4 separate regions of the Mus musculus genome follow, and regions 1, 2 and 4 are each linked to region 3. The links are chromatin contacts, called in public HiChIP or PLAC-seq and promoter capture Hi-C maps. All regions are on one chromosome and are shown on one strand. Each heading gives the region's core, a stretch centred on a gene start, on an enhancer-like site or on the middle of the called end of the contact. The rest is flanking DNA. Distances are from core to core; before and after follow the strand shown. Region 1 holds the start of A930015D03Rik (RIKEN cDNA A930015D03 gene). Region 2 holds the start of Nrm (nurim (nuclear envelope membrane protein)). Region 3 holds the start of Rpp21 (ribonuclease P 21 subunit). Region 4 holds the start of Dhx16 (DEAH (Asp-Glu-Ala-His) box polypeptide 16).

Evidence for each region. Promoter capture Hi-C pulls out the DNA fragments that hold promoters and counts their contacts. HiChIP or PLAC-seq counts read pairs in DNA pulled down with a chosen protein or histone mark.
Region 1: a contact with region 3 is called in an H3K27ac HiChIP or PLAC-seq map of T-cell acute lymphoblastic leukemia, with 3 times the contacts expected there. The contact joins the promoter of A930015D03Rik here to the promoter of Rpp21 in region 3. A contact is called at or near these places in 17 of 39 promoter capture datasets (the 3T3-L1 cell line, 3T3-L1-derived adipocytes, the C10 cell line and 12 more), 2 of 15 datasets of contacts at CTCF or cohesin (the NIH/3T3 cell line and large pre-B cells), 20 of 484 Hi-C or Micro-C datasets (the 3T3-L1 cell line, B cells, CD4 T cells and 14 more), 12 of 115 datasets of contacts at active chromatin or transcription factors (the SCID.adh cell line, T-cell acute lymphoblastic leukemia, astrocytes and 7 more) and 1 of 9 other capture datasets (liver).
Region 2: a contact with region 3 is called in a promoter capture Hi-C map of pre-B cells. The contact joins the promoter of Nrm here to the promoter of Rpp21 in region 3.
Region 4: a contact with region 3 is called in an H3K4me3 HiChIP or PLAC-seq map of bone marrow-derived macrophages, with 4 times the contacts expected there. The contact joins the promoter of Dhx16 here to the promoter of Rpp21 in region 3. A contact is called at or near these places in 1 of 39 promoter capture datasets (pre-B cells) and 1 of 115 datasets of contacts at active chromatin or transcription factors (bone marrow-derived macrophages).

What each region holds. Positions count from the first base shown.
Region 1 is chr17:35,992,935-35,995,799 of GRCm38.p6, forward strand. A930015D03Rik (RIKEN cDNA A930015D03 gene) reads left to right here and starts at 1,570. Exons shown (of 2, transcript NR_015618.2): 1 at 1,570-1,626.
Region 2 is chr17:35,859,657-35,862,721 of GRCm38.p6, forward strand. Nrm (nurim (nuclear envelope membrane protein)) reads left to right here and starts at 1,662. Exons shown (of 4, transcript NM_134122.2): 1 at 1,662-1,861. The coding sequence starts at 1,729. Mdc1 (mediator of DNA damage checkpoint 1) reads left to right here. Exons shown (of 16, transcript NM_001010833.2): 16 at 1-14.
Region 3 is chr17:36,256,406-36,259,225 of GRCm38.p6, forward strand. Rpp21 (ribonuclease P 21 subunit) reads right to left here and starts at 1,441. Exons shown (of 5, transcript NM_026308.2): 1 at 1,378-1,441; 2 at 1,201-1,301; 3 at 1,037-1,119. The coding sequence starts at 1,434. Trim39 (tripartite motif-containing 39) reads right to left here. Exons shown (of 7, transcript NM_178281.1): 7 at 2,468-2,820.
Region 4 is chr17:35,878,134-35,881,243 of GRCm38.p6, forward strand. It overlaps Dhx16 (DEAH (Asp-Glu-Ala-His) box polypeptide 16), which reads left to right and starts at 1,645. Exons shown (of 20, transcript NM_026987.2): 1 at 1,645-1,985. The coding sequence starts at 1,779.

The DNA of each region.
Region 1 (2,865 bases), core at 320-2,819, 260 kb before region 3:
GGGGAAAGACTGTTTGACTGTTTGATAGATGGACAGGCTGTTGGATTGCTTCTCTCTCTCTCTCTCTCTCTCTCTCTCTCTCGTGTGTGTGTGTGTGTGTGTGTGTGTGTGTGTGTGTGTGTGTGTTGGTGATGGAGTTGTAGAGTAAGGGAACAGAGTGTAGCATGGCTCTAGTTTGGCATGTTTGTTATGGGCGATCTCCAGAGACAATATATGCAGACAGTATATGCAAGCACAGCTTGGGGAAGAGATGCTGGCTGGAGACATTGGGCACCATCAGCATAGAGGTGGGAGGAGAGGAATAGGTCATCTTCAGAGTGTAGTGTAAGCTGAGAACCTGTGTAGGAAGAGAGGAGAATTTGCAGGCGTCTTACTTCTTGTCTGGGAAGAGGAGTAAGCCAGTTAGAGAAAACCAGGAATGTAAAGGGGAGGGAGGAGAGAAGGCCCAGAGGAAGACGATGGAGGTTGAAGGTAATTGGGTTGGGGGTGGGGGGTGGGCAGGGTCAGGGTGGCATTGAACATTGTGGTGCAGTGGACCCATTGAAGAGATGAGCTTGAAGGCCCCATATAGCGGATAGAGGTGCAGGCATTGGAATAAGGATGTAATTGTCAAGTAATTTGGCTATGGGGTGGAGAGAAGGCTCAGCAATTTAGGAGCACTTGATTCTCTTCCAGGGTTTCTAGCATTCACACCCAGCAGCTCACAACAGCCTATAACTGGTGGTGACGTTCAGATAGCTGTGCGGCTACAGCTCATCTTTATGTTGAAATATTATGTATCAGTAGGTAGTAAGTAATGAGTAGCTGCAACAGCAGGAAAAACACTTGGAACTCAAGATCCCCACAGCCTTGGGTAAAGGGTCGGTCCACCGCACCTGCGACTCCGCAGTGCCACCTGCTGGTCAAGATGCGTCATGGCTGCGCAGAGGAAACCCTGACGTCGCGCGACGTTCGATGGAGCTGGGCTGTGGTGCACCCCTTTAACCCCAGCTTTTCAGGCTGAGACAAGAGGATTGCTGTGAACAGATAGGCTATCCTGGGCTAAATAACAAGACCTTATCTCATACCACAAATAAAAATTATCTTAGAGCTATTGCGTTGCTGCTGTTTTGAAACCGTTTAGCTTCGTTCTTCTACTCGTAGCAGATTTCAATGGTTGGAAAAAGTCATTTATTTATTTATTTATTTATTTATTTATTTATTTATTTATTTATTTATTTATTTATTTATTTGGTTTTATTTTTTGAGACAGGGTTTCTCTGTGTAGCCCTGGCTGTCTTGGAATTCACTCTGTAGACCAGGCTGGCCTCGAACTCAGACACCAACCTGCCTGCCTAGTGCCGAGTGTTAGGATTAAAGGTGTGTGCCACCACGGCCAGCTCGAGATAATTTCTAATACCATCTGACAGTCCATTCTTTGGGTGAAATGGTCCCCCATAGGTTCAAGTGTTTGAACGGTCGGTCCCCAGCTGCTAGCGGTTTTTGGGGAACCTTTAAGAAGGTGGAGCCTTGATAGCGGAAGTCCCACCCAACGGGTGAAGAAGACGGATGTGTTTCGCCCGTGGGCTTGGCTTTGCGTCTAGTCCGGCGTCGCAGACCGGTTTCGCCATGTCTCTTCCTCAAACGGTAAGCCCACGAAAACCTTTTAAAGTCGCTGTTTGTTTGTTTTGGTCAGAAATGTCGGTTATCAAATCTAGAAAAGCGTACAATCGTCAAGCCTTCGCAACTTGAAGCGCCTACTATAGTATTTTTCATTTTAATTTTCTCGGCTCAACTAAGCTTACTTAGTAGATTTATTCATTCATTTCAGGACAGGTTTTCTCTGTGTAGCCCTGACTTTCCTGGAGCTCGATCTGTTGACTAGGCTGGCCTCGAACCCAGATCTATCTGCCTAGGCCTACGGAGTGCTGGAAATAAAGACCTGCACCACCATGCCCGGCCCTCATTAGATTTTAATTTCCCCAGCTTTATTTATTTAGGTGTAAGTGACAAAAATTGCACACGTTTGAAATATATAACGTGGTGTGTTAAAACACATTGTTTAGGGCCGCGGAGGTTGCTTAATCGGTAAAGAGCTTGCTTTGTAGCACAGGACCTCCGAGGTTGATCATCGGAAATCGCTTTAAAAATGTGAGCGTGGTGGCTTGTTATGAAAACCCAGCTGGGAGGAAGACAGGCCGATCCCCGGGACTACTCGGGACTACTCGGTGAACCGCAGTAGCCTAAGTAGTGAGTCTTAGAGGAAAAAAAAATGGAGGCTGTGTTAGGAAAGATACAGTTGTCCTCTGGTCTCCACTCTTCACACCTTATAAAGGGAATGGTGGTAGGCACGGTGTCTCACTCCTTTAATGCCAGCATTCAGGAGGTGGATTTCTGTGAGGTCAGGATGAATGAGCCATGGAAGAGATTAAGCCAGTTACTCAGAGAACTCGATATTGGTTTTTTTTTTTTTTGGAGGGGGGGGGACTGGGGGGGGGGCGGTCTTGCTATGTAGTAGGGTCTGGCCTGGACTCTGTCTGCCTTTGCCTATTGAACGCTAGGATTAAAGGCATTCGCCACCATGTCTGGTTGAAATGAAGTTCTTGATGTGTTAGAAGTCTAATAAGCAGGGCTGGAGAGAGGGCTCAGCAGGTAAGAGCACCGGCTGCTCTTCCAGAGGACCCAGGTTCAGTGTCCAGCACTGGTGGCTGCATGCAGGCAAAAATATTCATACATTGGATCCTGGGTGGTCACAGGAAACATTGTTTAATGAAAGTTGCTAGCCCAGATCACATTCTTGCTGAGTTGAAATTTGGTGCTGGTAGTTCATAGCATGTCCGTACACAGCAGGGAAAATACAGATGGTATTATCCGCCCGAGAAGATT
Region 2 (3,065 bases), core at 412-2,911, 400 kb before region 3:
AGTTGCTTACTTTATATTTTCCTGCAGTGAATTATGTATAAGCTTAGAGAACTATTGGTGGTTGGCACAAATGAGGCCCAACTCATGACAGGCAATTGCTTTACAACTCATTCACACCCCAGTTATATGCTTGATCTTTAAGGTTTTTCTTTTTTGGTGGTGCCGGGGGTTGAATCTAAGGCTTCCTGAAATGCTGCTCAAAAGCTTCACCGCTAAGCAGTAGTCCTAGACCATTGTTCATTTGATGCCTGTGGAGGCCAGAAGTCAGCCTTGGATGTCTTTCCTCGGGCCACTTTGTTTTTCTTTGAGATAGGGAATCTCACTGGGACATGGGGCACCCTTAGGCTGGGCTGGATGGACAGTGAGCCTTAGGCATTTGCCTCCCTAGAGCTTGCATTATGATTTAAGGAGGAAACAGGTTAAAGAGAAACCACACATAGTCAACTGCTTGTTTCCCACCTATAAGCTCTTCTGGGACCACTTCACAGTGTCTAGAAGATCAGTGGAGCCAGGATGTGATGCTAGGCCATAATCCCAGCACTTGGAGGCAGAGGCAAGAGGATCTGCTCAAGATGATTCTCAGCTACATAACAGCAAGTTCGAAGCCATCTTGCGCTACATGAAGATTCTGCCATTAAGGCGTGTACCACCACCTGGCTAGATTCTGCCATTAAAAATATATATACATTTTTTTTTTTTTGAGCAGTCCAAGTGGGGGCTGGAGAGAGCTCAGTGGTTGAGGGTACTGGGCTCTTCCAGAGGACCTGGGTTCAAATACCAGCACCCACATGGCAGCTCACCACTGTTACTCCAAGATCTGACACTCACATAGTTGCAAGCAAAACATCAATACACATAAAGGCAAAATAAATGTAAGTACAGAACTTCTTCAAAAACATTCACAGATGGAGCCCACTCAATACATTTCCCAAGCAGAGATCAGGGTGGGGAGGAAAAGTGCTATACAATGCATTAGAACTTGGTCCAGACGTCTTGGGAGCAACCAGCCTCCCTGCCCTTGCTCTATCTGTAATCTGAGAGAATCAGCTCTTGTCTTCTGAGGACCCTGTACTTGGATAGCTATGGTGATTGAGCCTTTCATTACTCGGTCTTTGGTTTTAGAGACAGGGTTTCTCTGTGTAGCCTTTGGCTATCCTAGAACTGACTATATAGGCCAGGCTGGCCTGGAACTTGGAGATCCATATGCCACCATCTCCCGACCTTGTCTCTCTCTCTCTCTTTTTTTTTTTAATGGCTTTTTCGGAACCGGTCTCCATATGCAGTCCAAGCTAACTTCAAATTCTCCTGCCTCACCCTTCCGAGTACTGGAATTACAGGCACGAGCCACCACACCCAGCTCTAAAACGGTCACTATACAAAAATCTATGTTGGGCGGGGTGGCGCCGTTTGTAACCCCAGCACATCAGGGATTGAGGCTGGAGAATAAGGAGTGATTATCTTTAAAAACAAGATGTTCTTTATGTTTCCACGCAAGGGAGGCTCTGTCTTCACTTTCCTCGAGAACACTGACAGCGCTGAGATTCGACCCACAAGGGTAGCCGCAGACCAGCTGCCCTGACGACGCCTGGGATTCCAACTCCGCGCTGTGACGCGCCGCTCGCGGTCCCCGCCTTGCCGCCAGCACCCCCAAGGAGGCGGGACCTGGGCAGGGCCAGCAGTCGCGGGAACCCTGAGCCCGCCTTCTCCTCAGGCTCCGCGCTGCTCGCCATGGCACCGGCGCTGCTGCTGGTTCCTGCGGCCCTCGCCTCCTTCATCCTGGCCTTTGGCACCGGAGTGGAATTCGTGCGTTTCACCTCCCTGAGGCCGCTGCTTGGAGGGATCCCGGAGTCTGGCGGTCCCGGTGAGCCGCAGGGATCCAGGGCGAGCTGAAGCGGAGAGGAGGAGCCGAAGCAGCGTGGCGAGGGCGGGGCATGGAAACAAATGACAGGGAAACCGCCAAAGCTGGGAGGCGCTGCTGGGAAGGGAGCGGAGGCTAAATCAGAAACTCCAAGATTAGTCTTGTGCAGAAAGCTGCGAGTGAAGACTGACAGAGTACGGCCCGGGGTGGGGGTGGGGTTTTGTGAGGAGAGCCAGGGGAAGGAGAAAGATAAAAAAGGGGAAACGCTGCTAGAAAACCCCAGACAGCGAGATGTGGTAGCTCACACCTTTAACCCTATTATTGGAGGGGGCAGAGGCAAACGGATCTCTTGATTGAAGGTCTATCATTACTGATTTCAAGGCCTGATCTATTGAGTGAGGACTATGTATGTAGAGATACCCTGTCTTGGAAAAGCAAACAAGAAAACCACACCAAAGACCACTTCCCTAGTCTCCTTGCTTGCTTGTGTGTGTGTGTGTGTGTGTGTGAATGAATATAATTGTGGAATGTGTGCTTGTGCTCCTGTGTGTGCAGTGCAAACGGCTGCTGAAGGACAACCTTGAGTTGTTTGTTTGTTTGTTTTTGGGTTTTTTTTTTCAGGGTATTTCTATGTATCCCCAGCTGGCTTGGAATTCAGAGGCCTATGTATTCTTTTTTTTTTTTTTTTTTTAAGATTTATTTATTTATTTTGGTGTTTTGAGACAGGGTTTCTCTGTATAGCTCTGGCTGTCCTGGAACTCACTCTGTAGACCAGGCTGGCCTCAAACTCAGAAATCCGCCTGCCTCTGCCTCCCGAGTACTGGGATTAAAGGTGTGGGCCACCATGCCTTTCTTTCTTTCTTTCTTTCTTTCTTTCTTTCTTTCTTTCTTTCTTAAGATTTATTTATTTTATGTATATGAGTAAACCTTAGCTGTCTTCAGACACACCAGAAGAGGGCATAAGATCCTATTACAGATGGTTGTAAGCCACCATGTGGTAGCTAGGAATTGAACTCAGGACCTCTGGAAGAGCAGCCAGAGCAGCCAGTGCTTATTGAGGGGGGAGGGGGGAGACAGGGTTTCTCTGCATAGCCCTGGCTGTCCTGGAACTCACTGTAGACCAGGCTGGCCTCGAATTTAAAAATCCACCTGCCTCTGCCTCCTAGCCAATGCACTCTCTCTCTTTCTCTCTCTCTCTCTCTCTCTC
Region 3 (2,820 bases), core at 191-2,690:
TTGTATATACACATATGTGTTACTGTTATATGCATGAGTACGTGTGTTTGTGTGTGTGTGTGTGTGTATGCACACAGGAACACTCATCTAGATATATATGTGGAGGACAGAAATCTAGTTTGGGTGTCTGTCTTCCTTTACCACATTCCACCATGTCTTTTTGGAACAGGGTCTCTCACTGAACCTGGGACTAGATGTTTTCAGCTAGACTGCCTGGCCAGAGAGTGCTCTGGAGGATCTGTACGTCTTCACCTGCTCCCCAAGGCTGGCTGGGCTTACAACCTGCTTGTACACAGGTGTTGGAGATCTGAAGTCAGGCCCTCACACTTAAGCTTATCGGGCACAGTAACCACGGAACCATCTCCCAAGCCCCTACAAAGCACACATTCTCTCGTGTGGGAATCCCAGCGTCTAGAGTGTTTGACTCTTGTTTATCATGTTATACCTACCTCCCTGCCACTGGTAGGACTCAGCACTCTACCCCTACCAACTGAAGCATTTAAAATTACGACTCCAGTAGCTGGGTGTGTTGTCTCATGCTTGTAATCCTAGCTAGGGATGTGGGGGCAGGAGACTGCAGGGAATTGGAGGCCAGTCTGGGCTACTGTGACACTTGTGCCAAAAAACAAAACAAAACAAAATCAAAACCAAAAGCAAAGAGACAGTATGTGTTTTTGTGTGAGACAGGGTTTCTTTATGCAGACCTGGCCAGTCCGGATTATGTAGATCAGGATAGGCTTAAACTCATGAAATCCACCTGCTTCTACCTCCCAAGTGCTGGGATAAAAGGCGTGAACCTCCACAACCCACTCAGCTAGTAAGTAGTGCTTAATGCACCCTAGGAATGAAATAATAACGAAATCGCTTTGTTTTTTTTGTTTTTGTTTTTTTTTTAAACTAAGGAGTGTCATGTAGTCCAAGATAGTTTTAGGGACTAAGTCAGCTGCAGAAAGTCTCCATCTCTAGGTGGAGCTGCTGAGCCCTGCCCTGTCCTCTAGTGTCCCCACCTCACAAATGTCTCTGGGGCAGCACTCACGTCTCTGGCGCTGCGTGCAGGTGAGGCCCGGAATGAGGAGAGAGGAGCAGCTGCGACAGAGCGTCCTCTTCACAGAGGGGTCCCTGGGTGAGGAAGAGAGGAGGTCGCTGTCTGCCTGCCTGCCAGCCCGCGCCCCGGGTCCTGCCCGCCACCCTGTGCCTTACTGCCGGAGGACCAGCCGCTTCGCGATGGTTTTCTCTGTGTGGCAGTAAAACCTAGCCAGCGCCTGGTTCTCGGGGTTCTGAGAGAGGACGCAGTGTGCAGCCTGGGAACAAGGACGGCCATCCAGGTTACTCTGCGGCCGCAACACCGGGCTGCCACCCACCCCGAGCGCGTCTCACCTGGTACAGGAAGCTGAGTCTCTGGAAGGCTTCCCGGTCCTTCACTGGGCCCGCCATGAGTGTCTGCCCCTCCTTGCGGATGTCCCGCCCCAGACGTGCGCAGTGCGCAACGTCTGCTGGGAACTGTAGTGCGGGAGGGGGGGGGGCCCTCAGCCCCGCACCAGCTTCTGTCAGAAACCAGAGGACCCCACAGGTCTTCTGTGTGCAGGCAGCCCTAGTTTGGTATCCCTCACGTATTAGGTAGACGTGGAACAGGTAAAGGATCTTAAAGTACATAAACATAACAGGACCGAAGTCCTGTCTTTTATGGTTGGAAAGAGGGTTGTTTGCGGTGGACATTGGGTTAGATTTTGTCTTACTCTTCTGAAGCCGAGGGTAGATGCTTGGGACTTCTATGAACGGATGTAACATAACAAAACAGTCAATGCCCAGAATAACTGGTGTTATATTCTGGCTATCTCACCACTGGAGAGGTTGAGGTAGGACTACCATAAATTACAGGATATGAATTATGGGCTACATTGCCAGACCCTGTCTCAAAAATAAAAAGCATTAGTGCCCATGGACCTGAAAGTGTGAAAGATCAGATCACAAGGGAGGAAATAAGTTAACAGGACAAAACATCCCTAAGCAAAGAGCTTCTTGCCTTTCTCCCACTTCTTATTAAAGGCACTTGCTGTTCCAAGGGCTAGTAGCTACATGAACAGCACAAATAACCAGACAACAGCATGGCCGGTCTCCTCGGCTATTTATTAGTATCTACTTCACCCTCCTTCCTCTGACCTTTTCTCATTTATTCAACCTGGCTTGGTGTTTACTTCTGATTCCCAGTTACTGGCTAAGGTCAGAAGCAGAGGGATCCAGGCCCCTGCAGGATCTGTGGGGAACCAGACTGCTGGCTCAGAGTTAGGCAATTCGTTGAAACTTACCCTGGGTGTTTTGTATGGGCCTTCAGAGACAAATGAGGGGAGTGTATTAAAATGTGGATTCCTAAGCTTACCCAAACCTCCATTAAGGACAGAAGGTGAGACTCAAGAACATACAGTTTCCACACCCATCCACTGACAAATTACCACGCAACTCAAGAGATCACATTAGTGGATCCTTTGTTCCATATTTTCACCAACCAATTATCTTGCCACAAAGAACCACAGTCAAGGCACAAAGGTAAGAGTAGAGTGGACAAAGTCCTGTTGAGGTGGTAGGAGGAACTGAATGCCCTCACTGCAGTTTCTTGTCTCAGTCTTGTGTGAAGATTACCCAGGCAGCAGATAATCCAGGTTGTTTGGTTTGGCATGCATCTGGTACCTTTTGTGACAAAATATGTACCCTATGGGTTGTTTATTTTGGCCTAAAATTAAAATAATTTACATTCTCTGAAAAGGGGAATGTCAAAGGGTGAAGGATAGAAATAGAAGCTTAGCTGTCTTCTGGCCCTTTGCT
Region 4 (3,110 bases), core at 395-2,894, 380 kb before region 3:
TGATTGTACATAAATTACACATTTCAGTCAAGTGTGATAGTACATGTCTATAATCCCCACACTTGGGAAGTAGGAACAACAGGATCAAGAGTCTAAGGTTGCTGGGCGGTGGTGTCGCTCACCTTTAATCCCAGCGCTTGGGAGGCAGAGGCAGAAGGATTTCTGAATTCGAGGCCAGCCTGGTCTACAGAGTGAGTTCCAGGACAGCCAGGGCTATACAGAGAGACCCTGTCTCAAAAAAACAAAACAAAAAACAAACAAACAAAAAGAGTTCAAGGTTGCGGGGGTGGGGGGTGGGGGGTAGGGAGGATACTGGGGTGGGGAGGTGCCCTCTCAGAGGAGAAGGGGAATAGGGGGAGAAACTCTTTCAGGGGGGACCAGGAGGGGGCAGCTTTGAGGATGTAAGTAATTAAGTGCGTAAGTAAATAAATAAATAAATAAGAGTTCAAAGTTATCTTTAGCTATGTAGTACATACAAGGCCAGCTAATTGTACATGAGTCCCGTGTTTTTTTGTTTTTTGTTTTTGTTTTTTAAATGGTGAACTGGAGAGCTGGCTTCTCAATTAAGAACACTTAGGTTTAACTCCCAGCACTCACGTGATGTCTCAAAAACACCCCTAACTACATTTTCAGGAGATCCAATGCCCTCCTCCAGATTCTGAGTGGTATACATACTTGCAAGTAAAATGCCTACACACACACACACACACACACACACACACACACACACACACCCAATAGAGGGGCTGGAGAGATGATTCAGTGGTTAAGAGCACTTGCTGCTCTCAGAAGACTGGTGTTTGGTTCCCAGCACCTATATCAGGCAGGTCCCAACCACCAGTAACTCCAAGTTCAGAGAGACACAATATCTCTGACCTAAAAGGGCACACACACACACACACACACACACACCACACACACACACACACATACTGTGCAGATAAATTCATGCAGGCAAACCCACATGCACATTAAATAAATAAATATTAAAATCTTATGATACCCAAACTCCCACCTAAATGTATTTATTATGTACCTTTAGTTTTTGTTGTTTTAATTTTTAATATTTTAAGTTAGGCCGGGCGTGGTGGTGCACGCCTTTAATCCCAGCACTCGGGAGGCAGAGGCAGGCAGATTTCCGAGTTCGAGGCCAGCCTGGTCTACAAAGTGAGTTCCAAGACAGAGAAACCCTGTCTCGAAAAACCAAAAAAAAAAAATTTATTTTTAAAAAAATTAGGTGTATGTGTGTTTGTGTATGAGCACGTGCACACAAGTGCAGGTGTCAGAAGAGACCAGAGGTGGTAGATCCTCCTGGATCTGGAGATATACGTGGTTGTTGGTGAGGGATGTGGGTGCACCGAATCGAACTCGACTTCGCTGAGCCGTCTCTCCAGCCCTTTGTTATATATCTTGTTTTCCTAACCCTGATTTGTACGTCTTTTATTTATCCCAGCTGTGGGAACTAGTTAGTCATCACTGACAGCTTGTATTGATAGAGAACTGCACCCGCGCACAGATCATTAGGGGGCGACGGAGAGCTTGGACGAGGCTGTGCATGAAAGCCTCTTGCACTTAGCGTCGGGAAAGAGGCTGCGCGATTTGAACCCGCCCAGCCACCGTCGATCCCTGGCCGGAAGAGCGCGACTCTTTCCGGGTTTCGCGGTCTGTGGAATTGGAGTCTCTACGGCAGCCGGAGCGAGGCGGTAGTACCGCAGGCTCTGTCCCCGCCGCAGTCCTGGCCGTTCCGCGGTTGCGCGCCCGGAGCAGGACGCGTCGCCATGGCGACGCCGGCGGGGCTGGAGCGGTGGGTGCAGGAGGAGCTGCACTCGGTGCTGGGGCTGAGCGAGCGGCACGTCGCGCAGTTCCTGATCGGCACCGCACAGCGCTGCGCCTCCGCCGAGGAGTTCGTGCAGCGCCTGCGGGACACCGACACCCTGGACCTCGGGGGGCCGGCGCGGGACTTCGCCCTGAAGCTCTGGAGCAAGGTGTGTGCCGCCGGGGCAGGCCACTCACAGCCGAATTGGCTCGTACGCAGTGTGGCTGTCTATTCTGTGATAGCCTGCAACTTTCAATATAGTACACAGGCTGGCTTAGAACTTGCAGCGAGCCTCCCTGGTAGTGGGGTGACAGAGAGACCTTTCATTCTTGGTTCCGCCCACCATTTAATTTTTTTCCTCTGTTATCTAGATATCATGCTAGGTGTTGGGTGTATACAGGTCTGTGGAGAAGACTCGAGATGGGGCTCTACATACATGTTTAAGCTAGAGCCATTGTTAGTTACAGCACATACCCCAGGCCTAAGGATGTAGCTCAGTTGGTAGAATGTTTGTCTAGCATACAGTAAGCCTTGGATTCAATCCCCAGCCCTGGGAAAGAGTCACTGAGAACAGAGCTAGGAGAATTAGCATTTAGGAAATAGGATCGAGGCTGGGGAGGGATGGCTTAGCAGTTAAGACCCCTTGTGCATCTGGAAGACTTGAGTTCAGTTCTCAGCAACCAGGCCTAGTGGCACACAACCATCTGTAATTCCAGCTCCAAGGAGATCGGAGGGCTTCTGGCCTTTGCCAGGTACCCCATACACATAAATAAATGAAAAATAAATCATGAAAAGAAAATGGGTTTTAGAACATAAACTACTTAAGCTCAGAACCAATACTTTAAAAAAAAAATTCTATCGTGGGGCAAGAAGAGATGGCTCAGGGATTAAGACCACTTGCTGTTCCTCTAGAGGAACCAGGTTCAATTTCTAGAACCCACGTGGCAACTCACAACTGTAACTCCAGTTCTATGAGATTCAGCACCCTCACACACAGCTCACGTTGCAGGCAGAACACCAGTGCACATAAAAATAAAAGTAAGTCATTAAAGTTAGGAAGAAGTTTTAGTTCGTGCATATGCCCGTGTGAGGCTGTGAGCGTACAACCTGTGAGAGCTGGTTCTTTGCCTCCACCACGGGATGGCTTTCAGTAATCATTTGCTCAGTGGATTCCTAGAAGGACGTTCAGAAGCTGCGGAGCCCTGTTGAGCTATGACCGTAGAACAAGACCACGAAGAAGAGAAAGATGGAGACAGGCTTTAGATATAGTAACCGGTTCGTAGGCAAATGAGGG